Linked DNA regions of Sus scrofa: region 1 is linked to region 2. The links are chromatin contacts, called in public targeted proximity ligation maps. All regions are on one chromosome and are shown on one strand. The core of a region is the stretch at or near the end of the contact, and the rest is flanking DNA. Distances in the headings are between cores, read along the strand shown.

What was found.
Region 1: a contact with region 2 is called in a targeted proximity ligation map of alveolar macrophages. A contact is called at or near these places in 1 of 47 Hi-C or Micro-C datasets (embryonic fibroblasts) and 1 of 2 datasets of targeted methods (alveolar macrophages).

The regions. Positions count from the first base shown.
Region 1 is chr4:100,998,974-101,004,436 of Sscrofa11.1, forward strand. The region is part of intron 1 of NOTCH2 (neurogenic locus notch homolog protein 2); the gene reads left to right. Among named protein-coding and RNA genes, the nearest start is that of NOTCH2, 50 kb to the left of the region's middle.
Region 2 is chr4:100,808,584-100,814,736 of Sscrofa11.1, forward strand. The region is part of intron 3 of LOC100624559 (myomegalin); the gene reads right to left. Among named protein-coding and RNA genes, the nearest start is that of NOTCH2, 140 kb to the right of the region's middle.

The DNA.
Region 1 (5,463 bases), core at 1,313-3,812, 190 kb after region 2:
GGGGTGGTGTAGGAGATTATCACTCTTGCTTGTAATTCCTGAGCATTGTTGAGACACTAGGGAAGCAGTGGGAAAATATTAAAAAAAGACTTGTTGAAGTTGGTTATATCAGCCTGACACCCAGCTCCATTTAGGCTGGTCTCATAGGTATATATGACCTAATTTGAATCATGTAATAGTTTATCATTTTTGGGCTAGATGGTGAAGTTTTTCTTTTTCACAGAATTTTGGATTGGGAATTTTACATAAGAATATTTTACATTAAGTAGTGCTTTCTGGTTTATAATTACTTTTATAAATATGATCTTATTTGAGCTACAAATGAAATCTGCTAAAGAGGGATGGCTGGTGATATTTTATTTTTACAGATGAGAACAGTAAGTCTCAAATGGCTTAAGAGAGTTCCTCTAGATCCCATGGTGTGAGTACATAGTAAAACATGATTAGAACTCAGGTCTAGTTTCTAGGGCAGTTTTTGTTTCTTTATAGCACATTGCTTGCTCCATAGTGTCCCTAAATCTGTGTTCTGTTCCCCATGATATGAAAAGATTGTCTGTTGATTAGTTGTGTTAGTTACAGCATGACAGCAGTGAAGCAGAAGTTGAGGATTCTTTCCTCAAATGGGTCAGTTAGCTTTTCCTAAAGCTTTTCTGTGCCTGCAGTAACCAGTAGTCCATGCTGCCTAGACAGCAATGTTGACCCATAGTGAAGGAGGCTGGAGAATGGGGCTAACTCACCTTAACCCATCACAACTTCCGCATGTTCTATCAATGAGTCCATAATGTCATGTTCATTTACATGCATTTTATTTTATTTTTTATTTTTTTATTTTATTTTATTTTATTTTATTTTATTTTATTTTATTTTATTTTATTTTTTGTCTTTTTAGGGCCACACCCGCAACATAAGGAGGTTCCCAGGCTAAGGGTCTAATTGAAGCCGTAGCCACTGGCCTATGCCACAGCCACAGCAGTACCAGATCTGAGTCCTGTCTTCGACTTACAGGACACGGCAATGCCGGATCATTAACCCACTGAGTGAGGCCAGGGATCGAACCTGCGTCCTCATGGATGCTAGTCAGATTTGTGTCTGCTGAGCCACGATGGGAACTCCTCACATGCATTTTATGTTCTCGGTATGTATCTCTTAGTATTTTCTTTCCCTCAGCTGTTTTTAATGTCTTGAGTCTTAGTTCTTCCTGAGTGGCCTGAAGTGACTTTGTTGTTCATTCAAGTTTCTCTTAAATCTCTCAAGAGCATATAGCACGGGCTACTCCTTAATGTAGTTTTATTTCATGCTCTTGCCACTTCTCTCCTTATTATCGTAACCTTAAATTTAAACAGATTATAAATTATGTATACAGATAGGCGTGTCAGTTTTGCACTGTCACTTATGTAAGTGCACTTTAGCATTTCTTCTTTCCTTTTAATCAAAATGAGGAAATAGAAAATGTTTTGTTATGGTAGTTTTACGCATACACCCACAAGGAAATGCATAGCTAGCTTCTGTGGGAACTGTAACTGATGCATTTTAGGGAAGAAAATGCATGATGGCTAAAATTTTAACTCTGCCAAATGGTTATGGGGAAAGAAAGAAAAATGATGAAACTCACGCAATGCACTTCAGTTTAGCTTACTAATTCTAAGGCTAAAAGCTTATATGAATCTGTGGCTTGTTTATGTCTATCTGTATGTAAAGGTATGCTTGCTTTTTCCACAGTAGTGCATTTCACAAGTTGTGGTTTTCATTCAAGGGAGCCATCTTAACAAACGTTCTCTCAGGTATGTGGTGTAGGAAAGCTTACTGCCAAGAGTGGCCGGTTAGTTGAAGGTTTGACATCTCAGTATCAACAGAATGCCAAATGGACCATTTTGTCTTCTCCAGCAATCCAGTTGGACATTTGGCCAGCCATGCCCTGTGGTCAGCTGAGAGCTTTCTCCATAAAGGCCACTGTCATCAAGCCCCATTGCAGTGATGTACCTCTCTCACTAGGAAGAATTTGGCAGTTGTGTATCATGAGAGCTAGGTTTCCCCAGGCTCTGTCATCCAGAGGAGAGCTTTGATAGCAGGATTGTTCTTGTTCCTGAGGCACACGGATTATCCAGAACACATACCATTTGTTGATGGAAAATTGGGAATTGATTATATTTTTTATTCAAGACAGGTTGAAATAAATGAATTTGTTATGTTCACTGCAGTAAAGAAATATTTATGGTTTTGGTAAATTTTAAATTTCAAATTTGATAACTTGGATTTTTGAATTAAACAGACATCCCTACTTTGTGTGTGTGTGTGTGTGTGTGTGTGTGTGTGTGTGTGTATGTATGTGTGTTGGGAGGAAGAGGGATTAAACCTTGGAACTATTTAAAAAAAATTTTTTTTTATGGTAGTGGCTCTTCTCAGTTGGTACCAGAGAATAACTATCTAGAATGCTGTTCAGGTCTAGTGAAATGATTTAGGGAAGTTGTAACTGGTTTAATAACCATCTGTAGAGTGACATAGATCGACACACCCAATTACACAAGACCTAAGGCTGAGAACTGTTGATGTGTAATCATCCCATCAGCATCTGCTCATCATTATCAACAACAACAATGGCTCAACTATTCCTTTGGGGCCACATGAAAAGACAGTGTACCCACAGCAAAGGGCAAGTCAGACCTTACAAAAACATAGTCTTCCCTGACCCCTTGTTCTCAAACTACCCTTTCGTGAGATTTTGAAATAATTCTTTATTTCTTGTTTGTCATTCATTTTCCTTTTTAAATACCCTGCCTTTCCAGCTCAAATTTTTGCCAGAACCAGGAAAGGCAATGTACTATGGGTCATTTTTCTAACCCATTTTTTTGTTGTAACCCTTTATATCTATAACTTCAGACTGTTTTGTGTGTGTGAAAGTATTCAGTATCTTTTCTAGTTCTGACTTTTTTTTACACCTGCTGTCAAATAACTCATGAACACTTTGTAAAATAAATCATTTTGGTCGCTGTGAGTTGGAGGGAAGGAATCAGTTCACAGGAATAAATTGGCAGGTTGACAAGACAATATCTAATAGATTACGGAGCACTTTCTTGTGCATTATCTTTTATGAGACCATTTTTTGAGACCATCTCTCGTTTGTGGAGACTGAGGCAGAGACCCTGTGAGACTGAATCCAGACTCACACTGTAGGTACCAGGGATAGCTGGAGAACCAAAGCCAGGTCTTCTGTCTCTTGCTTGGTATATAGCTAGATCATTATTTTATTGGCAGAAATGGGAGAATCTTTCTGTTTTTAAAAGGTACCCTTTTGCCTTTGGAAGGTATGTTAGTGGTTCTTAGAGTGGAAAGAAGGTAGTTACGTTTTTGCTTTTTGGTAAAAATCTTCGTGTTTTCTCTGATTTTTGTTTTGTTTTGTTTTTAACCAGAGTTGTATGGCATTGCAGGGCTTCTGACTAAGGTGCCTTTTGGGAAATAAGGTGGTATAGAAATGAATGAACTTTTCCATGACATTCTGAAGGAATAGACTTAATCTAGTGACACAGATGTATTCTTTGGTTTAACAACACACTACATACTTTAATTCTGGTGTTTAAATATTTGGTTATCTTATTTCTGGAGCATGAATATCTGTGCACAGAATGGATGCTTAATAGTTCTCATTGATTTGGCAAGTGGTCAAATGCGAGGTGAGTATTGGTAGGGCAGTGCCATGTAACTGCAGTACCAGTCTGAAAGTACATGGCATTGTCTGTCTGTGGGCAGACTGGCTGTGAGACCTAGCTCATTGTTTGAGAGCTGATGTGGAGTTTCAGGAAACACTCTGAGCTGTGGTCAGAAGTCTTGGTATGGGACAGTGTGAGCCCAGGGAATGTGTGTAGATAGGGGGCCATTAAGAAATAGGTTTTATATTTCTTCTAAGAGTGAGGCATTGTGCTTCTTTGTCCAGTTTAGGCTCCTTTTGGTGAGGTAAGGGGAAGCAGAAGAAGAGAAGCAGGAAGTTCCCTGGTGGTGCAGCGGATTAAGGATCCAGCATTGTCACTGCTGTGGCACAGGTTGGATCCCTAGCTCAGGGAACTTGTGCATGCCACGGGTGTAGGGGGAAAATAAAGACCAAGAAGAAGAAGAGGAGAAGCAGTAATTCTTGAGAACTTCCTTGAAGGTTATAGCTGGCTCTAAAGAGTCTTGGTTGAACTAGCTGAGTAAGTAGTCTCTAGGACAAGTGAACTTAACAGAAGTCCCTTTTGTTATACATATAGCTCCCAGGTATTGCTATAAGGTCCATGCTGTCACTGTTTGGAATAGTAGTTGTCCAGTTTGAATGTGCATCAAGTTTTGGAGGGTTTGTTAGAACACAGATTGCTGGGTCCACCCCCAGAGTTTCTGATTCTGTAGGAGGGTTTGTTAGAATACAGATTGCTGGGTCCACCCCCAGAGTTTCTGATTCTGTAGGCTTGGCATGGGACCTGGCAATTCACATTCCTGACAAGTTCACAGGTGATGTTGCTGCTATTTGGGGAATTACATTTTAAGACTCTTTGGCTTAGGGCAACCTCAGGTGTTTGAGTTTGGGGGCAGAGGGAACAATGCAAGCTTAGTTGGGATCTTTTCACAGCTCCTCCAATGTGTGGCGAGGTGAGCTTCCAGATGTATTAATTCACTCAGCAAAACCGTGAATGTTATAGTGGTTAGGGGATACTGTGAAGAAGGCACATAAAAGTGCTTCTATTGTGAAACTTCCATGATAGACCAGGATTAACCAGATACCAGTCCTACTGGTCATTGGTGTTTGCAGGTGAGCTGGTTTCTTTTCCTAGCTTCCTTCTACTTACTTTACTTTTTTGGGGGAACCTTTGAATTTATTAATCATCACTAGTGCTTTTTATCAAGGGTAGCTAAGTGTTTTACAGTCATTATCCCATTTAATCTTTAGAACAACCCCTGGTGTTTTCATCTTGACCTAAAAAATGTAAACTTTAAAAAAGGTTGGTACTTGCTCAGTATTATGCATCTGGTGAATGGTGGATCCAGGTCTGTTTGACTGCAAGGCCACACTCTTTACTACCATGCTTTTTTAAAAAACTGCAGATTGTGATCAGTAATGCTTCATGGAACCTATCTGGTAGGTCTCAAATAGCACTTTGGGGGGAAAATGGAGTAGAACAGAAAAATCACAAGGTAAGGTAAACATTATTTCTTGACATTTTTGTTTTGGCTTTGTACATATATATGTGAATATTGAGTTCTGACTTACAATACTTTTATTGTAGATCACAGTAAAAATGTTTTAAGCTTCTGCCCTGTTGGCTAGGGAACCATAGGTCATCTAATCATTTTTTTAAAAAACATAAGATTTAGGCCTTAGAAACATAAGTCATTTTTCAAGAGCACGAAAAATAGTGGCGGTATGAAGATCAGATATCTGACTTTTCAGCCCCTGGTCTATTGCTTTATCACTCACACTATGATGCTTCCTTAAAAGTG
Region 2 (6,153 bases), core at 703-3,202:
GAGGAAACGAATCAGACTAGGAACCAGGAGGTTGCGGGTTTGATCCCTGGCCTAGCTCAGTGGGTTAAGGATCCAGTGTTGCCGTGAGCTGTGGTGTAGGTCGCAGATGTGGCTGGGATCTGGTGCTGCTGGGGCTCTGGCATAGGCCGGCAGCAATGGCTCTGATTACACCCCTAGCCTGGGAACCTCCATGTGCCACGGGTGCGGCCCTAAAAAAAAGACAACAGGCAAAAAAAAAAAAAAAAAAAAAAAAAAAAAATCCCAGCTTTAGTTCTTCCCAACAATCACTGGAAATCAGTCTTCTCATAGCTTCAGTGTCCCTCTCTGGATAAACGAAAACAATGGTTGTACTAACCTTAAAAGACTGTTTTTAGAACTGAATAAGAAAATGCAAATCAAGTGCATTCACAGAGGTTTGCACATTGTCTCAATAAACAGTAACTGACATAATTATTTTTCTTATTTTACTTTTTTTATTTTTTATTTTTTGGCTGCACCACACCATGTGGAAGTTCTCTCAGCCAGGGACTGAATCCATGCCACAGTTGCAGCCTGTGCCACAGCTGCAGCGGCAACACCGGATCCTTAACCCACAGCACCACAAGGGAACTTCCTATTTTTGTTATTTAAACATTTTATCATTGGAATGGAAATTCCTCAGGGTCCACAGGAAGAAAGATAGAGCTTCTCTTCCTACAGTGAAGAGGAGAAGAAACCAAGTTCTAATAAGGGGACAGAAGGGAGATAATAAAAAAATAAGAAGAATTATTCAAGTGCCATTTTCTCTGTAAAAGTGGTCTTTTCTGTGTTAGTAACCACATCTGCTGGAATTTTCAGGGTTGTTCAATTTTTAAAATTTCATTCTTTTTGATAAAGTTACTTTGTATAACCAAATGTGAGTCAATATTTATAACTTTGTAAGGTTTACATATATGTATGAATACAAATTAGGAAAAAATGTTTTGTCCTACATTGAGGTTTTAAAGACATACATTTGATTGGCAATTATTCTAATCTTGTAATCCATTCCACTGGTGACTTAGATGTTATTTAAATTAAATTTTTTTTTTTTTTTGTCTTTTTGCCTTTTCTAGGGCTGCCCCCGTGGCATATGGAGGTTCCCAGGCTAGGGGTCTAATTGGAGTTGTAGCCACCGACCTACGCCAGAGCCACAGCAACGTGGGATCTGAGCCGCGTCTGCAACCTACACCACAGCTCACGGCAACGCCGGATCGTTAACCCACTGAGCAAGGCCAGGGATCGAACCCTCAACCTCATGGTTCCTAGTCAGATTCGTTAACCACTGCTCCACGATGGGAACTCCTAAATTAAATTTTGTATAATTTAAATTTCTTAGGTCCTCTATCAGAGTGTATACCTCTCTGTGTCCTCTACAGCACTTGAATCATTCCTTTTACTCATAGTTCTTAAGAATAAGTAATTGATTTGATGCCTATTTTTGGCACTGTTGCTTAGGAATGAAAATGGTTGCCCAGGTTTGGTGGAATGACTGTGTGGAATCCTTCTGAAAAGTTACATTTAATAAGAAAAAAATCCTGTGCTTACGATAGCTGAAAGTTTAGAATTTACCCCCTTTCCTTCTCACCTAGTAACTTTTTGAAAGTCTCAAGATACTAGTGAAATCAAAACCAGTCTGTTTGGGGCACTGCAGTTTGAGGAGCTTAAAAAAAGGGAAGAAAGAAAATTCACTTCACCAGTGGCATGCATTTCCCAAGGCTGTAATTACAGAGAAACTCAAGAAGTACTTGAAATAGCTGGGCCTAAAGGCAGCATTGACATGACCCAGACCCACCTAAACCAGAACAGAAACCCAGGCCATGATAACTCAGATCTCCATAAAGGCAGAAAAGTCCCTTTTAGGACTCACTGCCCCCTGCCCCCCAGACTCCAAGGCCCAAGTGGAAAAATTTGCCAGGCTGGGTGGGGCCTCAACAGACTGACTCACTGTGGTTGGACTCAGACTGCCAGGAAAAGCTAGCTTCAGACTATGATTAAGCAAATACTGCAGCTGATTTTGCTGGCACTTTCATGTTAAAGACAACATTATTAAAAATGTGTAAACAGAGAGGGCAGTGGAGGCCTTCTCTAGGCCTTAAGGCCACAAACCCCCACCCCTCCATGACTTTTCTATAGCATTTGCCATTTTGATTCGCTGCATGAACCCAAATTGCACACGTTTCATTAATGTAAACCTCTCCTTCTCTGAACGGTCCTCTTATTTTTCCAAGAAGCTTGACTCTGGGACTTATCGTAGCTCTGCTACTTTACTGCACAGCTTTCTTCAGGTTGCGTCTTGGTCTCTTTTCTCATATCATGGATGTAATATAATGCCTATCTCATAAGCTAGGAAAATGAACCTATAAAGATCTGAAATAAAATATGTTCAGCGTCTAAAAAGTACCTAGTGTATAATAAACACTCAATAAGTATTATTATTAGCTGTTAATATGATCTTAATAAATCCTGTCAAATATTCTAAAAGGTCTCTGCTTTCTTTCCTTACTTAACATTTATAATTTTATCATCCCAGTTTAGGTAGAAAGTTATCTCCCTTTAAACTCACTATTAAAAATAAATATACTAGGAATTCCCGTCGTGGCTCAGTGGTTAACGAATCTGACTAGGAACTGTGAAGTTGCGGGTTTGATCCCTGGCCTTTCTCAGTGGGTTACAGATCCGGTGTTTCCGTGAGCTGGGGTGTAGGCTGGTGGCTACAGCTCCGATTAGACCTCTAGCCTGGGAACCTCCATATGCTGCAGGAGCAGCCCTATAAAAGGCAAAAGGACAATAAATAAATAAATAAATATACTCGACTTCTCAGTTATCTATCCTAAACAATTAATTAATATACCAATACCCTCCATAGAATCATTTTATTTACTGTAAATACACTCAATGAATACCGAGTAGAGGCTAGCAGGAATACAAATCCAACATAACACTCAATCTTCAACAATACTTTTTGGAGTTCTCATCGTGGCACAGTGGTTAGCAAACCCGACTAGCATCCATGAGGATGCAGGTTTGATCCCTGGCCTTGCTCAGTGGGTTAAAGATCTGGCGTTGCCATGAGCTGTGGTGTAGATCACAGATGAAGCTCGGATCTGGTGTTGCTGTGGCTGTGGTGTAAGCCAGCAGCTGTAGCTCCAATTCAACCCCTAGCCTGGGAACCTCCATATGCCACAGGCACAGCCCTAAAAGACAAAGAGACAAAAAAAAAACCACACAAAAAAACAAAACACCAAACCAATACTTTTCAACAAGTTTAGCTTAGTTGATAAACATCTGCTGAGCACTTCCTGTGTACTCTAGGTTCTAAACATTAGAAAGGGATAAACAAGAGGTTTTCTGCCCTTGATTTGCCTGGAGTCAGAGTATATATTTTGAGATTGGAGAGTTAGGGAAAGAAACCTAAAAAGAAAAGCAAACAGAAAACAAACAAACAAAAAACAAAACAAAACAAAAACACCAAAAAACAAAACCCGGGATGTGAACTGAAACTTGAGGGATGAGTAAGTTTTGACCAGGTAAAGAATAGGAGAGAAAGGTATTCTAGGCAGAAGGAACAGGCGGGACAAAGACTTGGAAGAGTGAAACAACTCTGAATTGCAAGAAGTTCAGAATTCATGGAATAGAAAGCACGTGATGGATGACACTGGGAGACAGAATCGGACTTACAGGTTACCCAGGGAAGACAGAACTGCACTCTGTGCCTGGCTATAAATTGGAGGAGCTCACCACACCAGTCCCCCATGAGGCAGCACTTGCATTACCACTAACCTAGGAAGTGCTCACTATTTTAGGTCACAAAAATTACAGTTATGTCCAGGCTCACATTATGAGATGAGGGGTAAGTTCCTTTGTTATTCTTTGTGCTTTTATTTCCTCCCTTGTAAACTGGGGTAATAATCATGCTTTTTTCACAGAGTTGCCATGAGCATTAAGGACAATAACACTGCACTACTTAGAACACTACCCGACACACGAAAGTGATCAACACATGCTGGCTAGTATTATTTGCCGCTCTAGTCACATTCATCCCAGAGATGCTGAAGGTGGGGCGGGCGCTGTAATCAGTGAGAAAGGATATAGGAATGAATTTTTCTCAACATATGAATATGGCATTTGTAAGCAAAATGACCCGATAACCCACCAGGATTTGTAATCATGGTACATAAACTCCATGACCTCCAAAAAGTCACAATTTCTGAGTCCTGGTTTCCTCACTTGAAAATAGGGACAGTGCTTGTTTCATGTAGGTTTATAAAGACAAAATAAGGCAATTTATGAGAAGCACTTAACCCACTTCTCAAATCTACAAATCTAGAAAGAATAGAGATCACTGCATCAGTGGACCTTCTGAGGGGGGAAAAAGTCCCTTTACAACAAAGCTGATGAGTTTTAAAAAATAATAAAATCACCCATTCATTCAAAAAGTACAAATGAAGCATACATAAGAAGCAAAACTCTGGAGTTCCTGTCGTGGCGCAGTGGTTAACGAATCCAACTAGGAACCATGAGGTTGCGGGTTCGGTCCCTGGCCTTGCTCAGTGGGTTAAGGATCATGGAGTTGCCATGAGCTGCGGTGTAGGCTGCAGACGCGGCTCGGATCCCACGTTGCTACGGCTCTGGCATAGGCCGGAAGCTACAGCTCCAATTAGACCCCTAGCCTGGGAACCTCCATATGCCACGGGGGCAGCCCTAGAGAAGGAAAAAAAAAAAAAAGAAGCAAAACTCTTTTATCATGGGAAATAATACCTCTTAATTTACACCTACCAGAGTAAGGTTCAGTAGGGCCATCTGTGTCAGTATTTACGACACCCCCCTCCCACTCATACTGTTGATGGAGGATGGTGAACATGAGAAAAGAAAACTGGTATCTTCAAAACGCTGTTCCCTTTGCCCCTTCTTCCTGCACCAACATAGTGAAGAAAGATGCCATCACTTTAACTTGACCAAGGATGTATTTTCCATAATGTGCCAATATTTATAATTTTAGTCTATTATTTCTTACTCTGGAATCAAAGGCTCTTTTTCCTAGAATTTCCTATAACAACAAATATTTCAGAAGCAATTACATTATTGATCAACTACTTTTTACTGATTAAGCACCTTTAATATTACTTCTTTCCTTGTTCTAAGTCTCTCTTTTTACCTCCCTTGACTAAGTCCTTTCAGGCACTTTTAAGAAAATACCACAGACTGGGTAGCTTATAAATAAGTGAGGTTTATTTCTCATCATTCTGGAAGCTGGAAGTCCAAGATCATGGTGCCAGCCGGGTCAGGTGAGGTTCTCTTCTGGGTCACAGTCTTCTCTTTGTATCCTACATGGTGGAAGGGGCTAGGGAATCTCTCAGGAGCCTCTTTTATAAGGCACTAATCTCATCCATGAGGGCTCTGCCCTCATGACTTAAGCACCTTCCAAAGCCCTGCCTCCCAATTCCATCACCTTTAGGGGTTAGGATCTCAAAATACGAATTTTGAGGGAACACAAGCATTCAGATCATAGCATCTCTCTAGCCCAGTCTTTCATTGGCTCTATTCGTGAACATACTTACCTTCCTTTTACCCAAATTTCCCCTCTGTCTGGGATATTATAATCTCCTTCTCTGACTGGTAAAACCTAACTTGGCCGTGGAGACCTCAGTCAATGTGCAGCGCCTGTGAAAGGCCCTTCTCTGTCCTTTAATTGAACATTCTCTCTAAAGATCTCAGCATACACAGTCCTTATCTTTATGATAAGGACATCTTATACTGTAAGCAATGCAATGTCTGCATTTCCCAACAGACTATAACTAAGAGCAGGAATGGCATCTTTTTTAAAGTGATTGAGTGTTTGTTGCAGGGATAGGTGAAATAAGGATGATGCCATGGTCTGAATGTGCCCTCCCCTCATTCATATGTTGAAATCCTAATCCCCAAAGGCAGTGGTGCCATGTTAGGAGGTGGACCTTTGGGATTAGTGTTGTATAAAAGAAGCTCCAGAGAGATCCCTAGCTCCTTCTGTTGTGCAGGAACATAATGAGAAGACACCAGCTCTGAACCAGTAAGAGGGCCCTCACCAGAAGCTAACCATGCTGGTGCCCTGATCTTGGACTTCAAGCCTCCAGAATTGTGAGAAATACATTTCTG